Regions from separate parts of the Astyanax mexicanus genome. Here region 2 is linked to region 1. The links are chromatin contacts, called in public Hi-C maps. All regions are on one chromosome and are shown on one strand. Each heading gives the region's core, a stretch centred on a gene start, on an enhancer-like site or on the middle of the called end of the contact. The rest is flanking DNA. Distances are from core to core; before and after follow the strand shown.

What was found. Hi-C and Micro-C count contacts between places; a contact is called where the count stands out from the background.
Region 2: a Hi-C map of muscle shows a contact between it and region 1, with 15 times the contacts expected there. The contact joins the promoter of cbx6a here to the promoter of pdcd4b in region 1. A contact is called at or near these places in 2 of 3 Hi-C or Micro-C datasets (blood and muscle).

The regions. Positions count from the first base shown.
Region 1 is chr23:22,177,188-22,184,588 of AstMex3_surface, forward strand. It overlaps pdcd4b (programmed cell death 4b), which reads left to right and starts at 3,470. Exons shown (of 12, transcript XM_007257606.3): 1 at 3,470-3,574; 2 at 5,087-5,186; 3 at 5,638-5,940. The coding sequence starts at 5,144. LOC111193166 (a long non-coding RNA gene) reads right to left here and starts at 3,296. Exons shown (of 2, transcript XR_002650295.2): 1 at 3,080-3,296; 2 at 2,187-2,400. It overlaps LOC111193164 (a long non-coding RNA gene), which reads left to right and starts at 346. Exons shown (of 2, transcript XR_002650294.2): 1 at 346-854; 2 at 1,568-1,847.
Region 2 is chr23:22,527,285-22,534,685 of AstMex3_surface, forward strand. cbx6a (chromobox homolog 6a) reads left to right here and starts at 2,876. Exons shown (of 5, transcript XM_007257616.4): 1 at 2,876-3,139; 2 at 4,790-4,833; 3 at 5,687-5,752; 4 at 6,375-6,441; 5 at 7,310-7,401. The coding sequence starts at 3,071. It overlaps pla2g6 (phospholipase A2, group VI (cytosolic, calcium-independent)), which reads right to left and starts at 289. Exons shown (of 17, transcript XM_022665410.2): 1 at 183-289.

The DNA of each region.
Region 1 (7,401 bases), core at 2,220-4,719:
AAGAAATGATGCGAAGGCTTTCTGACAGTGGGCAAATGCATAAGTTGATATTGGAAATTGTTATTTTCAACTATTATTGAAATGAGAAATGGCTAAAATTACAAAAAAGATGCAGAGCTTTCAGACCTCAAATAATACAAAGAAAACAAGTTCATATTCATAAAGTTTTAAGAGTCCAGAAATCAATATTTGGTGGAATAATTATTGTACTGTGAATCTTTTTATAATTTATAATATAAACAAAAAAAGTTTGGTTCAGTTGAATCGGTTCATTGATTCATTGGTTCATTGATTCATGAAGGACTCGTTCACAGCAGCGGTTACGTAACGCTGCTCCTCTGTGATGGGCCCTTTTCACATTTCCGGGTTTGGAATGCGGAAGTAAAAAATAGCAGGGTAAACAACGCGTGTAGAACGTATAGACGAAATGGAGCAGCATAGGAAATGCTACTGCAGCGAGCCTTTCTGCTCAAATAGCAAACGCAAACAACCAAACCTGAGTTTCCACGACTTTCCAAATGTCACACGTTTACGCGGTAAATAGATAAGAGCAATTAGGAGAGAGGAAAATGCCACATTTACGGTTCTGCGCGGCAGTACATATGCGTGTAGCCAGCACTTCAGGCCGGATGAGCTATATGTCAAAGCGGGAGGGAACAGAGCCAGGAATCAGTTTCACCACGATTCGCCTGGAATAATTTTGGGAGTCGATATGAAAACCGCCTGACACCCTACGAGAGGGCAAGTACTCGTCTCGGTTTGAACACTGAAGCTGCCATGGGACAGAGAGACGAGGAGGACCTGAAGCTATGCTAACCGAGCCAAGCACGATTACTGCCGTCCACCGTCTCCTGGTGAGTAATTTTACAACTCTTATATCCATTTACACAATAAATACACAAGCCAGCTACCTAAATATCCATTTGAATAATTAATAATTACCTGAGTAATAGTCTCAAGACAGGATACCTACCAAAATAACATTGGAGATACAATATATACTGAATAACCGTATAAACTTACAATTCATAACTGAATAAAGTCTTAATAAGATATAATTATTTGGATTAAGTCTTAATATGCAATATTTACTTGAATAAAGTTTAAACTTACAATTAATACCTGAATAAAGTCTAAATATGCTATACTTATTTAAATAAAGTCTTAATATGCAATACTTACCTGAATAAAGTCTACACCTACAATTCGTACCTGAATAAAGTTTAAAATTGAAATACTTATTTGAAGTCTAACTTGCCTAAATAAAGGCTAAATATTCAATATTTACCTAAATAAAGGGTCAATTTGGCATGTTTACCTGAATTACTGACTTGTGTCCGAGATATCATTTGTTGTTTAAAAACTTTCCAAGCACAAGTATGGTTTATGTATTATACCAAAGAATACCAGTATTTGTTAGCTAAACATAGCACAGTAAAATATACCAGTTTACCTAATTAGTAATTGGTGTACAATATAGGTCAATTCAGAGTTTGACTTAAATTTTGTCAGATTATCTGTCAATATAAAACTAAGCTAATGTATTTTTTCCCCCCTTTTGTTGCAGGCAAAGTGGACGCTGCAGCTGCACGAATAAGGGAGCTGGAGCAAAAAGTGATTGAGCTGGAGAATTAAATAAAACAGCTTGCAGACCAACCTAGGCTTAACCATTTCTGCTCAACTAAAGAAGAGTTCCACTTTTTCCACACAATTTTCCTTGACTCAGTACAAAATTCTGTCTAAATATTTTAGCTTTAACTTACCATGTGAGCTTCATTTGTTTTTTGTATTTTTAGATTTTTTAAATTTGAGTGTTTTATAAATATAATAAATGAAATACATTTTAATCCTCTTGTCCCAGGTGCTTTGTATTTGTTTTATCTGTAGACAAAGTCATAGATGATTTGGTTACGACTGTATTCACTAGGCATACCATTGCAGGAAATACAATATTCTAAATATACAGTTTAAACAATATAGCTAGTTGTCAGAAATTATGCATTTTTTGAAGCACAACCAAAATGTTATGTTTACCCAAAATATCCTGATTTTTAAAGTTAATTAAAATGTAAAATAGTTCCATGACACCCAATACAAATAGATTGATTCAGTAAACAAAATGTCAATGAACTGAAATGTTTTCTTGCTTGTTGCTGGCTCTGCGCTACATAAAAAGACAATTCAAGCAAAGAATACAAGTTTATTTAGAAAATTCCATATTTCCACAAAAAACAAACTATAACAGAACATGCTGCTGGGAGAGAGACTGTTTTAAAGCCCATGGTGCTTTAATGGGCAATCTGATAAAGCAGAGCAATAGTATGATTGGAAAAGGCCTTCCCCGCAACACTTGCACGATGTCTTTATTACCTCCACAGGATCTGGGTGGTATGAAGTCACCTGTAATGCAAAGCACAGACATACTGTCAGCTCTGAGAAACATTTTTTAAACGGTACAAAAAGCACCAAATGTTCATATCTATATTTAAGCCATTCACAATTACTACTACATCTTTAACCTCTTGGCTGACCCTAAACAATCTACCTGAATAAGTTAACCTCCTAAAAACCAAGCAAAAATTTAATATGATGGACAAATTAACACTTGACCTTCACATTCTACATTCTAAGTGGTTGGTATATCTGCTTCACTACAGACGACTAACTTTGGCCACTGGCTTAACCTACCTAGTGGGAAGCTAGCAACACATAGAATCATCTTAGGCTTACCTGAACTGTTTCACCTACGTACAAGATAACTAGGGTTAAATGTGGTTTAATATATTTTTTTTCTCCCTGTCGATTAACTTTCCTAAACCACCTGCACTGTGTTTGAAACTGTATATACAAGGGAAAAACAGTTCTGTCTTCTATCCAACTCAAAGCCTTAAATAAGCACATCAGATCCTGGGCAGTAGCTACAGTAATGGTTAAAACAGAAAAGAAAACATTAACTAAACAGCTACTTAGCATTACTTGACGTACTGTTGTCTATCTAAGTTAGCAAGCTCGCTAGTTAGCGGTAGCTAACCTAACTGAATTGGAAGCCTCGCTAACTTGTATAAAAATAACTACTTACCCTCAAAATTAAAGATGTATTCCTCGACAAAAAGCTTGTAATCCTTTTCAACCTTCGATATTTTCGCTACTGATACCTCATCTATAATCAGTGAGATGTCGGAGAAAGAAATCAATAGAAGTTTGTGCAGAGACAGCAGTGAACTCCATTCTAGCGCCGCTGTGTTTACCCTGCTAAACCAAACCGGAAACACGTCATCAAGCTCTGTGAAAAGGGCCCATTCAGTACCCAGCTCCACCGCCAGGGGGCGGGGCCTGCCCGGACATGTCCTCATAGAAAACACCAGAACGATTTTCTCACGCCGTGTTCTCATTGGTGGATTTGCGGCTCAACCTCCAACAATGCGGCCAATCAGAGGGCTCGCCTCCCAACCTTAAATAACCGGGCCAATCAGAAAGCAGAAGGGAGAGCTGGACGCGGCCGTGTTGCTGGGTAGAGAACAAAGCCGAGACACAGATCTGCGTTATAACTTAAAAAGCGAACAGGCCGGAGACTGTAAGTGATTTATTCCGCTTTTTATTGTTTAATTGCGGGTTTTGTGTGTTTTTATATCTTAAAGTGTGTCTGTAATCGCGCTCGGGTGTTTATTTCTGTGAATAAATGCTTTATTTTGGTGCAGCGGGGGTTTGTTTATGTTGTGGAGGCTGTGGGCTGACCCTTTAACTCAACTGCAGCGTTTATTCAGTTTTATACCATAAATTAACACGATTATACTGAGTTCTCCTGCATTTTCTGACTGTAGTTCAGACTTAAACCCAATTTATTAGGTTCTAATCTTACCTAGTTAGCGCTAAAATAGCTAACGTTACCCTACATTCATTCATATAGAGTTATAACCTACGGTAGATTGACGTTAATGTGAGAGCTAACAGCAGCAGTAAATTAATGAATCCTGTTTTTATAACGTTAATCTAACACTAGCTAGCTGGTCTTTATTTCTATATAACACTGAAATTCCCGCGATAAATGTGTTTTTGCTTTAACCTGGATATTTAATTTAACTGTGCTCTGTTTGGCTTCGTACTGGAATTTCCCTATTCCACCTTAAACAGCCCTGCAGTACCACTGCGCTGCTTAAGGTGGAATGATGGTAATGTTAATCAGAAACCAGCTTTACCTCCCTAACAAACTAAATAAATATTTACCTACCTTAAATATACACTAACTCACTAACTAAAGTGATTGCTATTTGTAATATGTTTATTTCAATTTTAAACTTGCATCAACAGACAAACTAGCAACAAACAAACTCATTTATAAAATATTAAAAAAGAGATATCCACCACATTACTGAAGTTACACACACTTATAAACAATCCCAGTAAAAAGAGAATAAATACAAATCAGACTATCCAAAATATGTAAAATAATCTTATAGAAGATTTATCTGCATACAATCACAATTATTGAAAAATTGAAGATGATCAGTTATCATATTTGGTTAAATAAATCTGTTGATGAATATAATATACAATCAGAAACTCCATAGCTATACACTCTCTATACACAATTTTATCCCAATTTTTAACAGGGGGAACCTCATCACTAATCCTAGACTGTAAGAGATTCTTCTTTGCTGAATAAATCAGAATATTTATATAATCTTATCTTATTTTTATTTTTCAGTGTTATACTTGGAATACCTAAAATTGAATGAAAGACTATTGAGGCCTGTATCAACTCAAATTTTTCAAATAATACCCAAAACTGAAATCAATACTTTTCTATTTTAAAACATGACCAGATACACTGTGTATAGCCCCCTACTATTTGGGCAGTAAGGAGAGAGAGTTTTGGGTCAAACTTATTTTTAACATAAGGTATACTGAAACTGATTTTCCTAGCTTTATCCCAGACCTCATCCCAATCATCAAGTATAACTACTGACAGCTCTTTCTCCCAGCTCTGATCAAGATCATCTGTATTGGTTTCAGAAGTTAAACCTAAAATTAAGCAGAAGCCAAAAATCTGATTATTTACTGATATAAATGCTGTGTAATCTCTCAGGTTGTGTGGTGTTCCTCCTCCTCCTCCTGCTGCTGATTACTCACCCACGCTCAAATAATGGCAACTGACTGTGAGGCCTGGCTCAACTCCAACCCAGTGGGTACGTTGATTTTTGTGTTTAGCTCTTATAGGCTAGTGCAAATCTCTGTCTGTCATAATTTGAGCACACAGACTGTGCCTTACACTGTCAAAATCTCTTGATAAATAGACCAATAGAAAATCTCCAAACTCATCTGGAATAAATAAACTCTCTTTGCATTGAACTCTCCAGCACTTCAGTTACAAATGAACAATTAGTAGTCACTGAGATTTGTACTTTGCAAATTCTAAATTAATCGATAATTTTGATTTATTGAGACTAATAATTGCAGCCATACATCAGTTACTTCCTTCCATTCTCATTCTCTGTGTGTGTGTGACACATGACTTGCTCTCAGCTTAGTCACAAATTCTCTTGCTTTATTTCTGATCCTTCAGGTATTTTTTATGTTATCTGGTGTTAAATCGAGGAGGATGGTTCTTTTAACACACTTCTTCTCTCCTACACACAGAGGAAGTTGCCCTGAGCGACTCTGATCAGTCTGGGAATGAGGAGAACGGCATTCAAACCAAAATTTTTGATGAAATAAACGGGAACTGGATCTTGGCTCCGGCTGGTACCGTCCACGAGGCTCGTCTCAAGGCCAAGGCCAAGCGGCGTCTCCGCAAGAACTCCTCCAGAGACTCGGGCCGGGGAGACTCGCTCAGCGACAACGGGGACGCCGTCAGGTCCGTCGCCCCGCCCACAAGCCCCAAGGGCAGAGTGCTGGACCGCAGGTCCCGACTGGGAAAGGGCCGAGGACTTCCAAAGAAAGGTACCAGAACCTTCACCTCAAAAACCTGCAGTGATTATTAGTTTAACATGATCTGAAGAGCTGTGTTTTTTTTTATGTTTTATAATTTCTTGCTGGCTCTTGTTTGCCTTTTTTTTGTTTCCCTTTTATATTTCAATTAACAGCTTTGTTTTTTTGTTTTACTGTTCCTCTTATTTCTTTTTTTGTCTGTTTCTTTTGAAGTTTAAAGCTCACCTTCTGTTTTTGCTGATTTGATCATGTTTAATTCCAGATTTTAAGGTTTATCCTTTACATCATTCTTTTTAATTATGTACTTAACTAGTCATTTCTTAAGGAAATATAGTTTTTTTTTTTTTTCACTTCAGAGAAAGTGTTATTTACACATTAAACCCTCAGACGCTCCTACAGAGGCTCAGCAGTCTTCTCTGAGGAGTTGTGGGAAGACGGGCTCCACATGCTGCCGGTGCAGCAAAGCAGAAGCTAATTGAACTGAATGCCCTGCAGAACCAGCCTGCAGGCATTTAGACATTAGACCAGCCACACAGATATGACTTGTGTGCATATAAAATATATATATATTAGGGCTGTCCCTAACGATTATTTTTTAAACGATTATTCTAACGATTATTTTTTTCGATTAGTCGACTAATCTATTTATTGAGAAACATATTTAAATAATTATTATTTTACGTTTTAAAGCAAATGATAAATTACTATATTAATATATAATAACAACAACAACAACACAAGCCTACTAAACCAAACCCCACACTTATAATCACTTACATGTACAACACGTTTAGATCTTTAACGCTAAAAATGGTAAGCTCCCATACACCACAACCGTGTGTTGCACTGTTTTCTGTGACCGCTAGATTTTGTGACCACTGGCAAGTAGTTCTCAGCAGACCGGTGCACTGGCCGATTCGAAACGTGTTCGTTTCTAATGTTTACCCCGACTGGCCAAAACGGTTAAGTTTAGGGCTGAGGGTAAGGTGTAGGTATAGAAAGCTTCCGTTTTGCCAATGAACGCTCATAACCGTGAGCACTGGTCACAAAATTCCGACGGTGACAGAAAACGGTGCAACACCGCAGCGCCGACGGCGCTAGCTAAAATAACTTAAGGCAGCTAGCTTAACTAAACACCTGAACTTATGAATAATGCTACTGTTTCTGGAATCTGCGAAATGCCATGCACAAATATAAACCAAAAATGTATAATTTCTGCCTGTGGCAGGTTTAAAACCTTTGGTAGACAGCCTTAAGTCTTTTTAAAGACACCTGCGGAGACCCTGATGTAAACGGTAACTTACTGTGTGACCCTGTTGACATAGTGCTCCTGGATGTTTGCGCTTCAAGTGCTCCTTTTGCACGTATGGCAGAGGACCACATTGTTGCCCTTTTGCGTGAAATGCTCCCAAACTTTAGATGCCCGCTGGCGTTTTTTTGTAGCTGGAGATTGCTCTCCGGAGTCCATGCTCT
Region 2 (7,401 bases), core at 1,626-4,125, 350 kb after region 1:
TTTTCCTGCAAACACGACTAATATCGCGACTCTCTTTCAGCCCATTCTAAACACAGAACTCAACCATCTGCTCTATTTCTCTAAACAGCGCTAAAATATGCAATAAACCCTTTCCCGCCGATATTCTACAGCCTTTTATGCTCTATAAACGCTTAAATAAAGAGCTTTACTATGAATTTTACCTTATTTCCGCTTTAACACGCTGATCCTCACCGCTGACTTTCTGACGGAACATCAACAACCATGATTCCCTTCAGCAGATCCACCCTCGTGTTTGACTGACGTCTGAGTTACCCAATCAGCTTGCGAGAAGCTGCTCCAGTATACGTCGCTTCGCCAATCAGCGGCGCGTACAGTCCACAAAGGGCGGAATCATCAAGGAGCCTCATCTACCTGGCTAGCTAAGCATAAGGCCAAAATTATTCTTTATTTACCAATTAATCAATCAATCAACATTTAGTTTTACTCGTCAATACATTGAGGGTAACCCTTATTTTCAATGCATCCGAGCATTTACAACTTAAAGGGACAGAAAAATAAATTTTAATTAAAACTGAAATCAATTATTTAATCAGGTTAAAGCTAAAATAACAAACAAAACAATCAAAATAAATGGTAAAATCATTAGAAAAACAAGCAAACAATATTAGATTTGATTAAGATGAAATAAAAAAAACAATTCAGAAGAAAATGATAAGACAGGCTAAACTGTAAAGCAATAAAATAAAGAGATAAATTATTAAAATAATAACATTTATAAAATAAAAATAAAAAGATTAAATAAATAAGGTAGAAAATAAAAAGGTAAACGGCCAAAAGTAAACCAAGGAAAACAATAAATAAAAAGACAAACTGAAATAAATAAATAAAATAACTAAAAAGGCTAAAAGGTAAAACAGAAAATTAGATTAAAAATAAAATTTAAAAGTCACTAGAGCAGGTCTGATAATTACTGTTGTTTATAGAAATCATGGATGAGAAATAAGATGGTATTTATACTTTTAAAGCCAACAAAAAATTATGCCATGAGCATTTAAAAAATGTGATAAAATTATGATTATTACGTATTAATTTGTTTAATTGTCGTTTTAAAACAGTAGTTATTCTAAGATTTTTTTTACACTACCATTTGTTTTAATTCATTTACAAAATAAAGGTCTCAGTCAAAGCAAGAACATGATCGCTTTTTAAATAAAAAGTAAATAAATACATAAATAAAAATATGAAATGTCTACACATACAATAATTCCACACAAATATAATACGTGTTACATAAAAATATCTAGTTAAAAAATTTCATTCTCATATATTTTCCAATAAATGTTGTTTTTTTTACGTTATTTTTGTTTTTACTGTACTCAGCTCACACACAGTGTAAGCGCAGTTTTAGTATATTATTTATTTATTTATTTAGGTGTAATAATTGTAATTATGAAGTAATTAAATACACTGATGTATTTGTATTTGGAATTCGTCCACCGTTGCTTAGGAAACGGAGGTGAGGGGCGGTCTGGTTGAGATGGCTCTGTACCACGTGACTCCTCTCTCTTCTCTCCCGGGCGAGTGATGATTCAGTTCGATTCACTCGGTTCGATTCATTCACTGCTTCGGAAAGTTGCGTTCGACTCAGTGATTCAATGACTCGCAGGTAAACACTGATGAAAATAAAAAAAGTGCAAATGAATTTAAAAATATTGTTTTATTATGTTTCTACCATTATATATTTGAATACTTTTATTAGTTTAAATAGTGAAAAAAAATCAGGATGAGATAGCTTATAATATGCACATAAACACTAAATAGCAAATGTGAAAGAATTCAAAAAGGAGTGTTACAATAAAGTATTTAGTGACTCAAAGTATGTAATGAAACAAAATTATTTTGAACTTTTATTCCTATATTTTAACCAAAATAATAGATAGATAGATTATTTTTTGTTATTTATGGTAATGACCTTTATTTCCAAAACATTAACTTCTTCTTTAACTATTCTTTAGTAAAACCATTTGTGTGCTTAGGGTCGTTGTCTTGCTGCATGACCCACGTTCTAATCAGATTCAGCCTAAGGACAAATTATCTAACATTTTTCTTTAGAATTTGTTGGTATAATTCAGATTTCATTGTCCCATTAATGTTGGCAAGCGGTCCTGGCCCAAATAGATCCAAATCATAATGCTACCACCACCAAGTGTTACAGATGGGATAAGGTTTTTGCTGGAATGCAGGTTTTCCCTTTCTCCAAACACTTAACAACAAAAGATCTATTTTGGTCTCATCTGTCCATCTGGCTCGTTCATGTGACCGTTAGTAAACTAGAGACAGGCAGCAATGTTCTTTTGTAGCACGGCGGCTTCCTCCCTGTAAACCTGCCATGCGCACCATTGTTGTTCAGAGCTCTGTTGTTATTGGATTTATGAACATGAACAATAGCAAATGTAAAAGAGGCCTTTAGTTGTTTAGAAGTTACTCAGGGGTCCTTTGTGAGCTTGCAGAGTGTAGGCGCCTTGCTCTTGGCATGGTTTTTATTGGTCGACCACTCTTGTAAAGGGTAATAATGGTCATGAATTTATTCCGTTAGTACACAATCTGTAGCTTGATGAGCATCAACAACTAATTAGCTAATTAGCGTAACATCACACCTAAAAGCTGCATGTTTTCTAGGGTAATACTTTCCTACTTTTATTTTTTCCGTTTGTTTGTTTAGGTTTTAGTTTGTTTATGTTTAGATATATTTGTGAATTAATGAATTTGACCTAATATATTGTGTCTATTTCATTATGTTGTATAAAAAAATGTATATAAAAAAGATGATAAAAAAACTACGAATCGAGTCGTTCGAATCGCTACGAAGAAGAAGAATCGGTTCATTTAAACGATTCGCAGACGAGTCAGTGATCGGCAGCCGGGCTGTTTAGCTGCTGCCGCCGCTGTCAGAGACGTTTCCCGGCGCGGGCGGAGCCTCGGGCGGCTAGACGGAGCTCGCGGAGGCCGGTGGAGCTGCGGGAGCTTGTGGCGGCGGCGGGGAGGCGATAGTAGGGCGGGCTCGGAGGGCCCGGGATCCGGAGAAGCGATGGAGCTGTCGGGCATGGGGGAGCGCGTGTTCGCTGCTGAAGCCATCCTGAAGCGCCGTGTGCGGAAAGTAAGGCGGCCTTTTTGATGCTCGCGGGGCGCCGAGACCGCGCGCGCGGCGGCGGTAAACGGAGGGCGGGCGGAGGGTCTGGGGGCCGGGGGCCGGGGCTCGCGGCTCGCGCTGCGGGAGGGGAGGAGGGAGGCCTACTCTAAGCTAAACCACCACTAAAGCCCTCCATATTTACCCGTGCAGACAAAAAGCCCGAGGGCGCGAGGAAGCACGAGGCTTCGCTTGTGCAGAATAGTGCACGCTGTTTGTTGCACCGATAAAAACACACTGCAGGCGGCGGGGGGCACGCAGCCATGTCTGCATTACCGTAGAGTTACGTGTGCATGCTTTTTACTGCACGATGCAGGATATGCAGTAACGTTATTTGTGTGCATTGCATGCATGCCTACTCGCTCGTCTCGTGCAATGCAAAATGTTGCATGCTGCAAAAAGCAAATGCAGAGCAACGATTCGAGTCACTGTGTGTCTTGAGCCTGTAGGATATTTATATCTATATATACAGCTCTGAACAAAAAACAAGAGATCCCTTAAAAATGTTAAGGGGGAAGAAAAACTCTGGAATATAATTAAGAGGAATATGGATGATCACAAGCCATTAAACCAAACTAAATTGCTTAAATGTTTTGCACCAGGAGTAAAGCAGCATAAAGTTATCCAAAAGCAGTGTGTAAGACTGGTGGAGGAGAACATGATGCCAAGATGCATGAAAAAAAAACTGTGATTAAAAACCAGGGTTATTCCACCAAATATTGGTGCTCTTAAAACTTTATGAATATGAACTTGTTTTCTTTGCATTATTTGAGGTCTGAAAGCTGTGCATAGTTTTGTTATTTCAGCTTTTTCTCATTTTCTGTAAATAAATGCTCTAAATGACAATATTTTTATTTGGGATTTGGGAGAAATGTTGTCTGTAGTTTATAGAATAAAACAACATTGTTCATTTTACTCAAACATAAACCTATAAAACCTAGCAGTCACCAAAATGTATTGATGAACAGACCAATAGAAGTTCCACAAAATTGCCTGAAAAACTATTTTTACTTTGGCTTTCATTTAAAGTTAGGAAGGTTTTATCTCTTTCCTATAAAGTTACTGTTTTGGAGATATATTTGGAGATGTTTTTTATTGGACAGGGATGAAATGAAAAACTCCCTATAAAAGAAACCTCATAAAATAAAACTATAAAATAAATAGCACTCTATTTACTCTATGTACCAAACTGTGCACAATTAGAAACATTGGATATTTTTTTGTTTGAATGTTGCAGTTTAAAGGGATTATTCCAATGAATGATAAAATAACAATCACCTATGATCTAAAAGCAGTAAAATATGAAATTTGTAAAGAAGGCCTCACTGAATCTGAAATGGTTTGGTTGATCGTTTGTATGATTAAATCTAAATAATACAAGTAAAAGTGTTTTTAAACAGATCATGGTTTAAAATTAAAGAAAAACTTTGGACAGTTATCAGCAAAAATGAGACAAATGGACCATTTTAAAAATTTCATATTGTTTATAAGTAATAATATTAATAACATTTATAATGTGTATATTATGTCTTTGGATATTGTGTTAAAAAGTACATTTAAATGTTAATTTTGTTCATCGTTTATTGCACCATTAATTTTATGCTGTTCTCTGTGTTGCAGAGTAACATCGAGTATCTGGTTAAGTGGAAAGGATGGGCACTGAAGTAAGTGTGTTATTAAGTTGTAATTAAAGAGACACTGATCAGATTGAAGTGAGATTCATGGGTTTTACCACACAAAATATAGACAGTATCGCATGCAGTGTTTTCCTTTATTTCTTTATTTAATGTATTTTCTACATTGTAGATTAATATTAAAGAGATATGGATATGACATATGGAATTACGTAGTAAACAGTTAAAAAGTGTTATTCCTCCACATTAATCCCCTTATCTAAACCTGATAAACTAAGTTTTTATTTACAGCATTTATCTAAATTGAAAAATTAAATGTGAAAGTCGAGTTGTGTAGGATGAGTTGAGAATCGACTTTTAGCTTCAAATTGCATCTGACTTCAGTCACAAAATTCCATTTTTTAACTCTAGTTTGACATAATTTAGTAGTGTAAACTTTGAATTGACTTTATTAGCAGCCAATCAAAACAGTCCTAAAAATGTAATTACTTCTTTTTTCATTTTTAAAGTTTTTTTTGTTGTTGTTCTTGTTGCTTATGCACAAATAGTAGCATAATCAACAACTGCAGCAAGCTTGTGCACCTCCACCTTCTGCTATCTGATTCCCCTAGGTCACGCGAATCACAAATCTAGTAGCATATTTATTTTATGTGATATATTAATTGTATTTAATATATATATATATATATATATATATATATATATATATATATATATATATATATATATATATATAAAATATACATATTGTCTCCATATTGTCAAACAAGCAAATCTGAGGGAGGCAGCACAGCAGAATATTTCACTAAACAACAACGAAATAAATGTTATTTTTATTAGTTTTATGTAAATATTTATTCATATGTTTAATATCTTTGTGCAGGCACAGCACGTGGGAACCAGAGGAAAACATCCTGGATGATCGGCTCATCTCCGCCTTCGAGAAGAAGTAGGTTCAGTTCACTAGAGCTGGTCTGGATCTGTGTAAAAAAGGTTTTTAAAGTTAAACAGTAATGTGCTTTTAGCTCCTGCTGTAATTCTCATGTAATTACATTAGAAACTGAAAGGCAAAACCTGATCCCAGATATATATTCCTAAGATCCATATTTATTTGTAGGAAAAAGTTTGAACAATAAAAAAAAAAGAAAATGAAAAATGTTTTTTTTACAGTGTTGCACACAGTATAATCTCAATGCCATTTCATTAACATGCAGCCACTGCATTTCAGGCCTGAAACACATTCCAAAAATGTATATAATAGGAGGATCAGCTGATTTTTTGGTCCATTTGCAGAGTTGAAACACTTCTGTAGATTCTTTGCTTCATACACACAATAACAGGTTTGGTCTTTCCCAAGCCATCACCGCTGAAGTTATCCTACTGCTGTCCCATGAGTTTTGGCACATTTAAACTTTTTTTTTTGGTACCATGAAGTAAAAGGCATCCCTCGTTTTTTCCACAGGATGTGAATTACTCAAACAGTTCCAGTCGTCTTTATCAGTCCTAACTTTGGACATGATTCTACAGTGACGTCACTTTACCTCCTAATGCTTCTTTTCTTCTCCTTACAGGGAGCGAGAGCAGGAGCTCTACGGCCCAAAGAAACGAGGACCCAAACCAAAAAACCTCCTCCTCAAGGTCTGAGCTCCTCTTTGATTTGTCCACATCACATTTTTTCTACCCCAGAGTCAATTTATTTTGAATACCTTCTGATATTAAATCTCGATCAGACTATATGAATTGACATAAATAGAAGATAAAGAATAAAAAATAAAACGGTAGAATAAAAGTGCAGTACACAAAAAGAAAAAAAAACACAAATTGTGGAGTATTTTTCAGACTAATGTTCTGTTTTTGTGGATTTCAAAAGTTTTTTTTCCAGTGGAAGAAGCTTTAATACCTGTGTGAGCCACATGTTGAGTGAGGGAACATCTGGACAATTCCACAACAGTAAAATATATAATATATGTTAAATATATTTTAAAATCTGTTAAAAATGATAAAACTACAAACAAATATTCTTTATTCTTATTTAAAACCATATCAGGGGCGCAGCTCGGAAGATGCAAACATGGTTACCATGTCTTACTATTCTATTTTAATGTTGTTTTGCAGGAAAGGCTTAATTTTTAATGCCAATCTAAGCGACTTCTAAGCCATTCCAGGCAGCAACGGTTAAGCACAATTAAACCTAAATTAAGTGTAAATTGATTTATGCTCAGTTTACATTCATCCCTGCAAAAACAAGTCTTTTAGGCAGAACCATCAATTCATCCATGTCATTGCTTTTGGTGCCAGTGGGCCATAGAACCTAGTTCTACAGAGCAAGTAGAGCATGAAGACAACCACTTTTAGTGAAGTAAGGAAAAACAAGTATTAGTGCGGACTAAAAAATACTAATAGAACACATTTATAGTCTGTCTTTCTATGCAGAGATATGTGTATATAAATATAATATTACCTAATATTAGTTTGCTGTTTATTTAAACCATTTTCCCTTCTCTAGGCGAGAACTCAACCGTCGCCCCGAGTCTCCAAAACTCGAAACACTCCTCCTCGCTCTTCCTCCTCCTCTGCCTCCTCTTCCTCCTCAGCTGT